3 separate regions of the Gossypium hirsutum genome follow, and regions 1 and 3 are each linked to region 2. Evidence: chromatin contacts called from public Hi-C data. All regions are on one chromosome and are shown on one strand. The core of a region is the stretch at or near the end of the contact, and the rest is flanking DNA. Distances in the headings are between cores, read along the strand shown.

What was found. A called contact is a pair of places that touch in the nucleus more often than the background predicts.
Region 1: a Hi-C map of leaf shows a contact between it and region 2, with 5 times the contacts expected there. The contact joins the promoter of LOC107962913 here to the enhancer-like site in region 2. A contact is called at or near these places in 20 of 34 Hi-C or Micro-C datasets (anther, callus, fibers and 4 more).
Region 3: a contact with region 2 is called in a Hi-C map of leaf, with 2.8 times the contacts expected there. The contact joins two enhancer-like sites. A contact is called at or near these places in 8 of 34 Hi-C or Micro-C datasets (cotyledon, fibers, leaf and 2 more).

Annotation. Positions count from the first base shown.
Region 1 is chrA06:39,021,228-39,025,801 of Gossypium_hirsutum_v2.1, forward strand. It overlaps LOC107962913 (homeobox protein knotted-1-like 3), which reads right to left and starts at 3,154. Exons shown (of 5, transcript XM_016899478.2): 1 at 1,989-3,154; 2 at 586-706; 3 at 146-339; 4 at 1-68. The coding sequence starts at 2,690.
Region 2 is chrA06:39,128,754-39,133,337 of Gossypium_hirsutum_v2.1, forward strand. No RefSeq gene overlaps it. Among protein-coding and RNA genes, the nearest start is that of LOC107962914, 17 kb to the right of the region's middle. Within about 2 kb of position 2,893, at least 4 of the 9 cell types and tissues checked have an H3K27ac peak or open chromatin away from gene starts, as enhancers often do. A contact at or near this core is called in fibers, hypocotyl and leaf, where this site is marked.
Region 3 is chrA06:39,039,671-39,044,608 of Gossypium_hirsutum_v2.1, forward strand. No RefSeq gene overlaps it. Among protein-coding and RNA genes, the nearest start is that of LOC121230632, 13 kb to the right of the region's middle. Within about 2 kb of position 1,816, at least 3 of the 9 cell types and tissues checked have an H3K27ac peak or open chromatin away from gene starts, as enhancers often do. A contact at or near this core is called in leaf, where this site is marked.

The DNA of each region.
Region 1 (4,574 bases), core at 1,904-4,403, 110 kb before region 2:
GGAAGCTTTCCTGCCCTTCTCTTACGTAAAATTTCCTCCCTTATGTCAACAATTTTCTCTTTGTAACCCTGTAAGAAGTATAAAAAAAATTAAGCCACAATTGAATTGCGACATTTAAAAAAAAAAAATCATCAAATTTTATTACCTGTTTGAGTTCGTGTTTGAGTTCCCGTCTCACACGCTCCATCAAAGACCTTTCAGTCTCCGTCGGAATGAGAGGGCCAAATCCCATTGAATCAGGACCGTCGAAACTTGCATCAAACAAGTTTGCATCACTCTCCACTTGGTCTTCATCATCATCTGACATTGTTGCCCCCGTACCTTCCCCTGGTGAAACTCCTGTTTACGTGTCAACTATGTCACTCCGACTCCTAAGTGTCGGATATTGATCCGATTATAGGTTTATATATTAGAGGATTGAGTATTTATATACATACATGCGAAATAAAGAAATTGGTGTTGGCCAAAACTAAAACTTTAATTTAAAAGGGCTTCAATGTCTCTTTGATTACGCCTTGAGAAAGCATGGGATACCAATGGATTAGTATAAAGCAAGAAATTGATGGCAGCTATAAACAAAAATACCTGTTAAGCTCTGTAAGGATTGTTCAATTTCCCAGCATGCCATAACTGCTTCCATTGCATGGACCCGAACATGTTGTTGCAATTGTTCTTTAAACGAACATAGCAATACAACATATTGCGTCTACATTAGAAAGCAATACCATCAAATTTTATTTTCTTCAAACCTTTCTAATGACTTCATTTTGGACTTAAATGCCACCCATATTTATAACTGATTGTAAATACTATAGTGGTGGAATATTGCATTAAGTTTCGGGGGTTAATTAAAATTTTTCAAAATTTTTAGGGTTTACTGAATTTTTTAAAAATTAAATAAAGAGGGGTCTAGTTTAAATTTAAAAAAAAATGGCAATTTTCAAAAATTTTAAAGGATTTAATTAAAATTTTCAAAATTTTTGTAGGACTAAAAAAATTAAAAAAATTTACAAGTCTAAGTAAAGTTTTTAAAATATTTGAAGGGTTGAATGACAATCTCAAATTGTGGGCCCCCTTTTGGCTGCTCTTGTGTTCCGCCCTAAACCTATATACATAATTATAATTTAATCCATATGTTCTGATTATATTCTAAATTATATTTGAGGTAGCATTAGACGTCCAAACTAATGGTTAGATTGATAAAAAAATTTTATTGGTAAGACATTTACAGTTAAGGGATTCAATTAAAACATTTTAAAATTTAGAAATTAATTTAAAATTTGAATTATAGTTTTAGATGTTTGGAGAAATTAACCCAAAAACTAATATAAATGGAAACGCCGCTTCACTTTAATCCTCAAAATTGAGTGATGAAAACGCCAATATCCTCAAGTTTAGCAACAAAATTCAAGACAACATTAGAAAACAATTAATTAAAAAAATGTTCCATTCAGGGGCTGGCCCCGAAAGTTGTGAAAAGCAACTTAATTTACTTTTAAAATTTTAAAAAGGTATAATGATTTATTTAATTTTATAATTTTATAATAAATTTATTTTATTCTTTTATTTATTTTAAATTTTAAATTTATATTACTTATCAAATCATTCTAAAATAAATAAATAGAAAAATTAAAAGTCTAAAATATCGCCATTTAATTCCATATAAAATTTTAAAAATTTAATATAATGATAAAATATATTTTTAAAATTTAAAAAATTAATTAATTGCAATGTAATTTCAAGAATTAGAAGAGAGAAAAAAAACTAAAATAATTTATTTTATAAAATTAGAGGATAAAATAAATCTTCTCTTAAAAATTCTCATCAATTTAAAAAAAAAAAAACCTGATTCTAGTGGGTGATTAATAACAAATGTTTTCCAAAAGAGCAATAAAAAAATCATAACTTTTAAAACCCAGAAAGGCAATTAAATTCTTTTTTCATTTGCCACTGGGAATAAATTAGCAATTTGTGTAGTAGTAGCTTACCATGAACTGATCGAGTTCTTTGTCGTCCGCAACCAAGCCCTGGGCTGCGCCGCCAAGAGCGGAGTACTTGGCCACCGCGTGCTGCAACTGAGCCAGCTGAGAGTCGATCCTCGGGAGCTGGTCCACCGGCGTGGCGATCCTAAGACACGACACGTGGGCCGACAGTAGCTGCTCATACAAAGGGTGGGCTAATATCTCCGCCTTGCACCTCGCATTTTGCCAATTCACCGCCGCATCTCCTCCGCTTTGCACCACGACGCCTTCGCTCTTGTTCATGGTCTCGCTGTTGCTGTTCTTCAATTCCCCAGATTCCACGGCGACCATGGAGTCCCCACCACCTCCTGCTGCTGCTGCTGCTGCGGTGGCCGCCACGTCTTCGATGACATCGCTGTGGTTGCGTTGAAGAAGCGAAGACGACGAGCACGATAGCCACCGGTTCGGAGCTTGGTGACCCGCGGCGTTGGAGTCTGAAACAGTTTCTGCAATATGAAGGTTGAGGAAGCTCGGGTGATCAGAAAAATGATCACCGTGAGGCTGCGGTGGTGGCTGAGTCTGCTCCGAACGGAGGAGGGCGGCGTTTAACCAATTGGGACCGCCGGTTTCCGTAAATTGCGCCGGTTGTCGTTGGTGGTGGTGGTGGTCGGCGAAGTGAGGATGGAGAGGTAGGTCTTGGGAGGAAAGGTGGTTGTGGTGAAACGACATGAATGTAGCCAAATCGACTGCGCCTGGATGATTATGAATTCATGGTTGTATTTATAGAGAAATTTGTATTATTGAAGCATAAGTGAAAAAGGTAAGAAATTATTACAAGTACTGAGTTACTGTAAGAAACGTGTTTGATGGGAGAGTTTTGAGAGAATGGGAAAAGTATAGTTTGGAAGGAGAAGCTGTTTTCAGGTCAAGAAATCTTGCTTATATAATGAAAATGGTGTGAAAGCTGAAAGGCCACTCTTTTCATTTTTTCCTTATTTTATTTATTTATTTATTTATTATTATTTATTTCATATTATGAAAAATGGTGGAAGGAGGTGAGAGGGACCAAGACTTTTTGTATGCATTAAAGGCCAAAACTAAAGTGTCCCTGTGTTGATTTGTGACAATTTTAAGGTTGGGTTCCCATTAATTTAAATATTAAACTCTTTGCTGTTGTTGTAATATTGAGGTTAGATTTTGTTATATGTGTAGCTTCTACTTTAATTTCATACCTTTGTAATTTTCAAATTAAATTTATTAAATTTTTCTATTTTCTGCATATATTACTGATAGATATATGAGTTAATAAATTTAAGGGTCAAAATGAAAATTTTAAAGTTTGAAAAATATGATGATTAAAATCAATTCAATTAAAAAACATAGATTAAATCTACGACCTTACGCATTGCACAAAACTAAGGCAGAAATTAACCATTAAAATTTAACTATTATCGTTTGGACTAAGATTAAAATTTTAAATTTCGAAAAACATAAAGACTAAAATTGATAAATTCAAAACCTACAAAAAACTAAATTTTATCAAATTAAAATACAAAAATTAAATTCACAATATACAATACTTTGAACCAAAAGTTCAACAATTAGTCTCTAAAGTTAGTGGATATATGTACGGATAATTCAAAATAACTATAAAAAATGGATAAAGTAATGTTTAGTCTCTAAATTTTGTAATCTTTTTTCATCTTAGTTTTAAAATTTATTTTGCACTACATTAGTCTCAAAGTTAGACAACTTTTCTCAATTTGTTTCATGAAGACAACTTTTCTCAATTTGTTCCATGAACTTGAATTTAGTTAAGAGTACGACGATATGATACTCTGAGATTGTCCTATGTCATCAATTGAAATTTTAAATAAAATATATAAAATCTAAAAAATACCAACTTAAAAATTTAGTGATGAAGCCATTCAATTTTATAGTTTGCAAAATCCAAATTTAAAGATGAATATAGAAAAAAAGGTTATCAAATTTTGTTACTTTATCCTTTTATAAAAGATTGGTTGGAGATCAATAATTGGAAAGCCAATATTTCTTCTTTTATTAGGAAATGTTTTATAATCTCCAACACATAGAAAAATGTCATAGTAGTTATAGCATTTAGGTAACTTTGAATGTTTTTTTTTTAATAATTGAAGGGGAAGGGGTGTCTATGATTTGGTGATAATTAAGGTTTGATTTCAAAACAAATCATTTGTCACTATACCATAGGCTCAACTGGTAGATTAAACCATGATTTTGATATTTTTATTAAATTTTAAATTTTAAAATTTAATTTCTATAATTCAAATTAGATGTTTTGATCCTCCTACTTTTAAAATGTAATTCAAATTGACAATACTTGTTTAAATTATTAGACCCTTAATCATTTTGTTATTATGTAAATTTTATTGGATTGTGTTTATTCACTTTAATTTTTTTAAATACGTTTAGATATGTTATTAGTTCCTATATTTTGATAAAATTTGAAATTTAATTCCTATATTTAAAAAGTTATTAAGTTTGACTCTTCTAATTTAAATATGTTAGTCCAACATTAATTTTGTTAGTATTCTTTGTTAAAATTTGTCAATTTGACATAGTAGTTACGTTGCC
Region 2 (4,584 bases), core at 1,643-4,142:
ACTTGTAATCATAATACCTCTAACCCTTTGCTATTTACATTGATCCTTGAATGTAAGACCTTACTTGATCAATTCCATCAGCACCAGCTTAAGCACACATTTAGGGAAGGTAACCGTTTTGGAAGCAAATTTTCAAATCCTCCTCAATTGAATTCCTCTTATTCTACTTTTTATTTTGTTGTTTGTCAACAACCTCCAAAATATTTAATCCTATTATGCATGTCGAGGCTATGGGGGAAGTGATGTATCATGACACTTTTGCTAACTAATTTCAGTTATTCTATTTATGATAAAAAAAAATCCCCTCATGTGTTTTGCTTCCAACGTTATGCCTTTGCCACAATTCATCACCTGCTTTTCTTTTAGATGTTACGAATATTGTCGACATATATATTATTTGTGACTTTTTTTGGTGCTTTAATTCTCTATCTTTAAAAGTAAAAGAAAAAAATGACATTATAAATACGTGTTACCATAGTGAATGATATCTAGATAATGTTGATAAATGTTAAGGGTTTAGGATAAAGGTTTTCATGGGTCGGGTCGGGCTGGGCCGAGCTCAACTAAAAATTTAGGCCCATTTACTAGTCCCAGGCTCGACCCAACCCAAAAAATGGGCCTAAAATTTTGCCCTAGCCTGACTCGGATAAAAATGCTAAAACTTAGGCCCAACCTGGCCCGCCCGTGTTAATTTTTATATTATTTTTATATAATTTTTAAATATATATAATACATCAAAATAAATATTTCCCAATAAATTAAAAATAAATTTTATAAAATATGTAGACTTAACTAACACTAAGATAAATGAAACTTAACAAGCAAATGCCTCTAAAATAATAACAAAATTAACAAATGTCTTTAAAATAATAACAAAATTAACAACAAAATAAGTTTTATTCAATATCCAAACAATAACAACAAAATAGTATAAACATAATAGTAGAATGGTAGCAAAATAGGGAGAAAACAACAAGAAAATAACATTAAAAAAAAAAGCAGATTTTTTTGTCCTTTAGTGAATTCAGGCCGAGCCCGAGCCAAAAATGCCTTACTCGAGGCCTGACCCGTTTTTCAAACGGGCCTTATTTTTTTCCAAGCCCATTTTTTAGGCCTATATTTTTGCCCAAACCCTCCTACATTTCGGGTGAGCCTTCGGGCTGAGCCAGATGACCCGACCCATGATCAAGTCTAGTTTAGGACTTTTAAGCGTTTAGTTTTGAATCTTGTCATACGTAAATATCATTCTTAATCTTTTTAGATTTATTTTGGGTTTCAATTCCATTATATATGGGCTCTATCTAGGTTTATTTTAATTTTTAGTTTGATTGTGTTTTGTATTAAAATGATTCTAATTATACTTATTTGGACGTGTATTATTTGTGATGGTACTATGGGAATTATAAATAATTTTAACTCAATCTTGAGAACCCTTCTTCCTTATACTTTAACTTTTTATATATTATAGAAATAAATATTAAAATTATATATGAACTTTACTTTAACGTGCAATGTTTATATATGAATATTAATTTAAATTAATTATATGCATAAATCTCTTTTTTTATTCAATTATATTTATGAAAGTTTTATTGTGATTTAATTATACACATTCATAATATATATAAATCTAATTTTTTTAAATATAATTATTTATATATACAATATATAAATTTAAAACATTGCACATTGGTTGTCAGTGCCTTTAGAAAACTCAACAAAAATATTAAAATTAAATTTACATTTATATATTCGCACAAAAATCTAAACTTATGTATCATTATACATATAATTAAAGTTAATGTATAGTTTTAAAATTTATAACATCAAGTTTAGTTAATTATAATTCCTAGGCTGATTATATCAAATTGTATAAGGGTATGAACTACAAAGTTTATACATCTAAATAACCTATAGGTAGAATTAAATACTACAAAGTATAACACCAACATAACTATAATTTACATTGGATCAAAATAACTTTGGACATGACTTATATACGGTAGGATTCAAGCTGTATATAAAAAGCTCATACATAATTTACACAGTGTAAAACTTAATCTAATCACTCAAAATCTCAACTTTTATTAACAACGTCAAAATCTCAACTTTTATTAACAACGTCAAAATCTCATTGGCAATTTTTTTTTTATTTCTTATTTTATCATTGAAAAGAAAGCATTGCACATGATTTATACATGACTCTGAACAATACTTGTTGGACCGAGTGATAAGGGGTTTGATGCCTCTCAAGTAAAATATCAAGTTTGAAACTTGTGAATTTTACATTTAAAAGGGTTTGCCTCACTTTTAGCATTTGAATTACAAATTTAATTGGGATCCAATATAATTACGAAAAAGTATAAGACCAAAAAAAAGTTCAATATATTATTTGGTACCTCAGTTTAGCTTCAATACTCAATTTAGTATCTAGACCAAATATCATTATGTAGCCAATTAACATTTGATAGTATGCTCTAGTAAAAAGATCATAAGCACTTAATTAGGACAACAAAAAAAAAACTCAGATATCAAAATTGAATATTGAAGCTAAATTCAGGTGGTTAATTGGGACAAAGAAAAACTCAAGTAACAATTTGAACATTAAGCCAAACTTAGGTGTCAAATTGGAAAAAAAAACTCGGGTGCCAAATTGAAAAAAAACTCGCGTACCAAATTGAACATTATAACCAAAAACAGGTACCAGAAAACATATTAACCTAAGAAAAAACTTTTGGAGGAGTGAAACTTTCGGGACAAACATCAAACTGTCCGAACAGTTAGTGAATGGTTTATTAACGAACACGTGTCGAAACGTAAAGAATCAAGTGCAACCCGGCCTAGGTATCGTGGAGCATCCTTAACGCAGAAATGACGTGGCAGTCAATATCAACCATTAGGAAGTCGTCACGCTTATCCATTGTCAATCACTTGCATGGACCCACACGCTTTATGGTAATGGTGTTTTAGTAATTTCGATAAGCAATAAAATACTTCCTAAAAATATACACATTTAAAAAACAATAAATTTCTTTCAGAAATAAAAACAATCTATAAAATAATAGTGAGAATTTTATCTAATTGAGTAGGTTGAGATGTTTTTGGATCTAATAAATTTAGGTTTTAAATTTTTTTTTTATTAATTTTGGATTTGGTTAACGAATGATTTATAGCTGTTTTAGGTTTGGTCCTTCGAATTTGAAGCTTGAGCTTTTTTAGTTAAGTTTTTTTAAGGCTTAGTTTTAAAATATTTTTCAAAAAGAGAAGTTAAAATTTTTAACTTCTCAAAAAAGTATTTTTAGGCTAATTTTTTTTGTTTAGGAGAAGCATTTTTTCTTTAAAAAAATAATTTTTTTAGAAATACTTTTGCCTCAAAAATATTTTTTAAAAGTAATATTAGACACACCCTAATGTTTGACTGCTTTGGGATTAAGTTATTTCAAATTATTTGTTTAGGTCATTGTGATTTCGTTATTTTTTATTTAAATTATTTCGAGTTTTAAGTATTTTGAGTTCAAATTGTTTTTTTTAGGATTGATCAATTTTTAGATTTAGATTAAATTGCTTGGGATTATTGGCTCTTTATAATAAAATTAAATTGAATTAAATTTAATAGTAAGTTAAATTCATGTCAAAAATAGACTGCAATAAAAATAGTATATAACAAAATTATTAGAAAAATATTTATTTTTTACTGAATACCATTTAAAATTTTAATTAAGATATTAAATATTTATTTTTTTATTGAATACCATTTAAATTTTTAATTAAGATATTAAACTCCACAAACAACAACATAATTAGAAAACCTCTTTGTGTTCTTTCATTATGTTTAAACTTTGCAAAAGGAAAAAAAACTTATGTTAGAAAAATAAAATTTAATAAAAATACACAAGACAACTGAGTTTATATATATATATATGAAATAAAAAAGATTAATTAGCAAAATAATTGAGGTTGTAGATTAATTAGTAAAATGGTAGAATAATATCGTTTAGAATTAAAAATGGGCAAATATCATAAATAGTCCATATATTTTATCAAACTTTCATAATAATTAATTTTAATTAGTTTCAATTGTTTTTTTCTTTTTTTTTCTAGTTTCAATACAATATCGATAGATTTGAAGTGTAAGGCTTTGGTGGGAGCTACAAGTAAAAGCTTTGAAATGTTACAATTAAATGTTTAAAATTTATTATGTGTGTCAGATCAAATCTTATTATGATTGAGTTTTATTGCTTAGTAGAAAGACAAAAACACCCTTATAACAATATAACTTATATAAATAGTATTTTAATAATTTCTTAATTGAGTTGAGGCTTAGTTAACTTATAACATAAACTAGTATATCTATTATACACGTATGCATTGAGAAACCACATATTTATAATATAAGTATGTGTTTAAAAATAACATATAACAAATAATAAAATGTATGTTCTGAAACTAATAGTGTTTTAAAAAAAAAAGGAACAATTAATTTAAATTATGAGTAAAAAGAAATTAAATAGGTGAATACATCATGTTAAGAATAGTAAATGAACTCAATCATTTATCATGATCTTGTCATTTGTCTATAGCATG
Region 3 (4,938 bases), core at 566-3,065, 90 kb before region 2:
GATGATGGAATGAGATTAACATGTTGATTATGTTTTGGTTTAAATGATTGTTGTTTATGATTCAATTGTGGTGCCAATGGCATATTAGTTAGGCACATAGGTTGTTTGTGAGTTGGTTTATTTTGACATGTTTTGACATATTTTGAATAGGTTTGAATGTTGGTTAATGCATGGTTTGGAGTCTAAGAATTGGTATGTGATTTGACTTATGCTTGAAGGTGTTTTTAAGCACATACTATCAGTAACATGGTTTGTCACATGACAAATGAAATTTGTGGATCTCTGGGCTTATAACCACTGTGATCTGGGAGCTTGAGTTACAATGTGGTGGAATTCTAAGGTTATGGTTCCATTCCTACACGTTAGATGAAATGTGTGTGTCTCCGAGCATTATTATATCATTGTGAACTCAAATATATCTTAAAACTATCACAATGTCTACCTCAAACATAAATACAATTAAATCTCTCTCCAAATTTTCAACACCGAATAAAAAAATAATTTTTTAGAAACAGAAAACACTTTCTATAATAAATGTTTTTATTTTTCTCTCTAAAATTGATATATTTATTTAAATTAAAAAAACTAAAAAATAATTTTTTAAAAACCGCTTTTTTTATTAGTGAGGGCGCATGCAAAAATGCTTACGACAACAAAAGTACATCATGGAATCTGTATGAACCACGACAGCTAGTTGGATTGTTCTAGTAATTTGTGTAGTAACCAGCTCCAGCTGTGTATCCTTGAATGTGGGAGCCTGCTTTCCACGTCACTCCATAATGCGTTTTTTTTCAGTTATTATAAAAATAATAGTAAATGAAAAAACTGACCACTTTTAACGAAGATAATTTAATTCCTAATGAAGTGGAATGTTGCAAATGTTTCCATGTCTTGTAGTGGAATTTTCCTTTTTGTTCGGTTTTATCAGACCAATTATTCTCGGATACATTGTCAGACAGCAGTTCATTTTTTACCAGCATTGTTAGAATTGTGATAAGTGTTCCGTTTGATTACATTTTAGATTTTTAAATTTATTCAAAACACATTTACGATTGTTCTATTTGTGAATTTTTTTTTAAAAAAAAATTTGAGGATTTAGTAAAAATTTTAAAAAGTTTGAAGATGTATGATGAGTATGTGCAATAATTTTGAACAGGTTAATGAGACTTTTTAAATAAAAATAAAAACAATTTTTTTAAAATTTTTTGAGAGACTTAATTAATACCTTCCAAAAAAAGTGAATGTTAAAAGAAAAAAAAAACATGATGCCTTGCTCCCTTTACTGTTTGCTCTTGATACTTAAAAATCCTTTATGGAATTGTTACCGATGTTTGGCGATGACTTTGCCCTTGAGATATTGAGAAGAAAGAAGTCAAAATTTGATTTTTGTTTCTCTATTACAATTAGATTTTAAATTTATTTTTTATACTGTAATTTATATAATTAAATGGCGTTATTATATTGATATAATTTTAAAAAAAATACATTTTCCAATTAAAAAAAGAAATTCATATATATATGATGACATGAAATAGTATTTTAAATTATAATGCAATGTCAGCATTTTCACCTAACTAATGATATAATAATAAAGGAAATAAATCATGTCAAATTAAAGTATAAGGAGTAAGTTAAAACGTTGAGCATAGTAGAGAGACTTAAACAGGAATTTGACGAGAAAAAGCTAAAACTTCGCGGAAATGGAAGAGAGGGGTTGGGGGACCACAAATTACGTTCCATCTGTCTCCGCCACTCGCGTGACAACGACAACGTGGACACGCGTCGAGTGGTGATGCATTGGGCAGCAAGTGGGTCCCCTAGCTCCAAGCACGCGACCAGATTACAAGCGTATCAGAAACATAAACGTGGCATAATGAGGGATTGGGCATCACCAAGATTTTGACTTTGGGACAGCCGCCGGCTTAATCAACGCAACTGTTAAAACTGTACATGGTTTTGAAACCTTCATTGGTTCGGTTAATTTTATGGTATATAAGTTTTTGTATTTTCGGTAATTTAAATTTTATATTTTTATTTATAGGGATTTAGTTTATTTTTTAAAATCTAAAATTTAAGCATATTGTTATTATTATAAAATTGTTCTATTAATTTCAGGTTGATTATAATATATTTTTTTGTGGGATTCTTAAGTCCATAATCAAGAGTTAAAGAATGATGCATGTTTCATTTTCATGGAGTTTAAAAAAAATCCCATTGATAGTATATCAAGACCCCAACTGAATTTTTGTTACAAATGATTTGGATATTAATTTAATTGTGAAATAATTAAAAAATTACTTTTTTCACAAAGTAGATTGTATTATTATAATTTATATAGTAAGAATTTATTCTAAAATATTAAAATTTATTCAACTAAATTCCATTTAATTCATATATATATATTATTTTCACCCACTAAGCATCCAACATATGTCAATATTAATTTGTATAGTCTATCTAATTAAAAAAAAAAGGAGTCAAAGCGATATAATACAAAAAAAATTAAGTTCTTTTTTTTAGTCTACCTAAAATAAAATAAGAGATCATATGAAAAATGTAATTGGTTCTTTTATTTCCGCCAGGAGCTTCAGAGCTAATATCAATATTTTAACAACAAATCCAATAAATCCAATAAATCTAAGTATAGTTCTTAGTGTATTGATCTTTTCTAGAAAGGGGATGTGTGCAAATTGTTTATTTCAAGAATAGGCTGAATTCATTAAGTTATACTTTTTTTTTATTATAACTAGGAAAGAAAAGAGTGCATGATCTCGTGAATTACTTCTGAATAAATTTTTAAAGCCATATTTTAGAACCATAGTATTTCGTGATTCATTAGTACATCGACTTTGATTCTCTACTAACCAAATCCTAGGATAAAAAATATATTATTGTTTAAGGTTGACCTGGGTCAAACTAGGTTAGCCACCCGACTATTAGACCTGATCATGGGTCAAGTTACCGTCGAGGTCCAAAAGTCTGCCTGAAAAGTGGGAGGGGTTGAATAAAAATATAGGCCTAAAAAGGGGCTTGGACAAAAAACAAAACCCATTTTCTAAACGGGTATAACCTCGGGTAGGATTTTTTGGCTTCTCTTGGATCGAATTAGTTGTTTTGTTATTGTTTTACTGTCATTTTGTTGTTGTTTTGTTACAATTTCGCTACTATTTTGTTGTTATTGTTTGGATATTATATAATTATTATTTTATTATTAATTTTGCTACTATTTTAGAGGCAGTTGCTTATTAAGTTGTAGCTATCTTAGTGTTATTTAAGTATAAAGACTTTTTTTAATGTATTCTCAATCTGTTGGGAAACATTTATTCTAAAGTTTTTAGTGTATTTGATATATTATATTTTTTAAATTTGTTATTATATTAAAACTAATCTTAAAAAAAATACGGGCGGATTAGGTCGGGCTTGGGTTAGCATTTTTAAATTAGACCAAATTTGGTCAGAATTTTAAGCCCATTTCTCGAACAGAGCTAGGCCTGAACCTAAAAAACAGACATCTCATAAAAAAAAATATGACGTTACAAATTAATTTAATATCGATTCAATTAGAAAACTAAAAAATAATTTTTATAAAAAAATTTAACAAATGCCTTAAACGCAATTTAAAATTTTTAAAATTTTCATATAACATAAATAAAATAATTTAAATCATTCTTAAAAAACTAATTTCTTTAAAAACCTATTATTATTATTTTAAAAAAATTCTTTTATTTTTTCTTTCACCTATGTTAAAAAAAAGTTGGCATAACATAAGCAATATTCAAATACCGGGCAATTTTGATTATTAGAATTATGTTATTTCACTAAAAATAACTTTCAAAAAAATGATTTATAGAAGATGGATTGATTTTCAGGAGAAAAGTAATTTTTTTATGTTTAAATATCCCGCATAAATATTTATTCATTGTTTGACCAACTTTCCTGAAATCATATATTAGAATTTGTTTTCAGTAAAACAAACATAATGTAAATTATATTTGTTACAAAATATTAACAAGAATTTTATTTTGATAATCGAAATTTATTTTATAATAAGATAATATTTTGCTTGTACAAAATTTAAGCTCATATTTCAAGTTCGATTGAGCTTAGGTAAATATAAAATGTATTAATATTGATACATGCACAGATTGAGTTCAGATGAGATTGAGCTTAGGTTCAATTTTTAAGTCTAGAAAATTAGTTGATTTCCAACACATTTTGATGAGATCTAGATATTTTTGGGTTGAGATATTCTGAATGATGAAAGAGCTATATCTTAACTTTAAAATGCACTTTGAATAATCTTATTTCAAATTCAAGAGCTCAAAATATTGTTGTTTTAGTGAAGACTATACGAGCAAAATTTTTTGGACAAAATTATTATAGGAATTACAAGTTTTGGCCTTTGAATTCGTGTTTATACCATATAAGGCTTACTTTTAATATCTAGATTTAATTATATAAAACCTTAATGCTGTATTAATTAAATTTTATATTTTCAGAAGTTTTTTTTTACTTAATCTTGTTTAAGATTATATATATCTGCATGTAAGTGGATTGTCACATTAGAGCTGAAAGAGAGAAATAAAATTAAACAAGATTTAAACAAATACTCATATTTATATTACTATTGTTATAAAATAAAGAGAGATGGAGAGAACAAAGAACAAAAAAAATATGGAAGCAATAGAGAATGTACTTTATTGATCAATTGGGATGATTACAATGCTTCATCAGAGTCTCTATTTATAGGCATAAGAAGTATAAAAGAAGTAGAGATTTAATTCTAATAACTATTAGAATTTAAAGTACATTAAAAATTTATTTTGATCATGATGACATCCACTAAATAAGATATTCATAACACTCTCCCTTGGATGTCCATTGGTAGATAATGTGCCTCGTTAAAACCTTATTAAGAAAAACCCTATGGGATAAAAA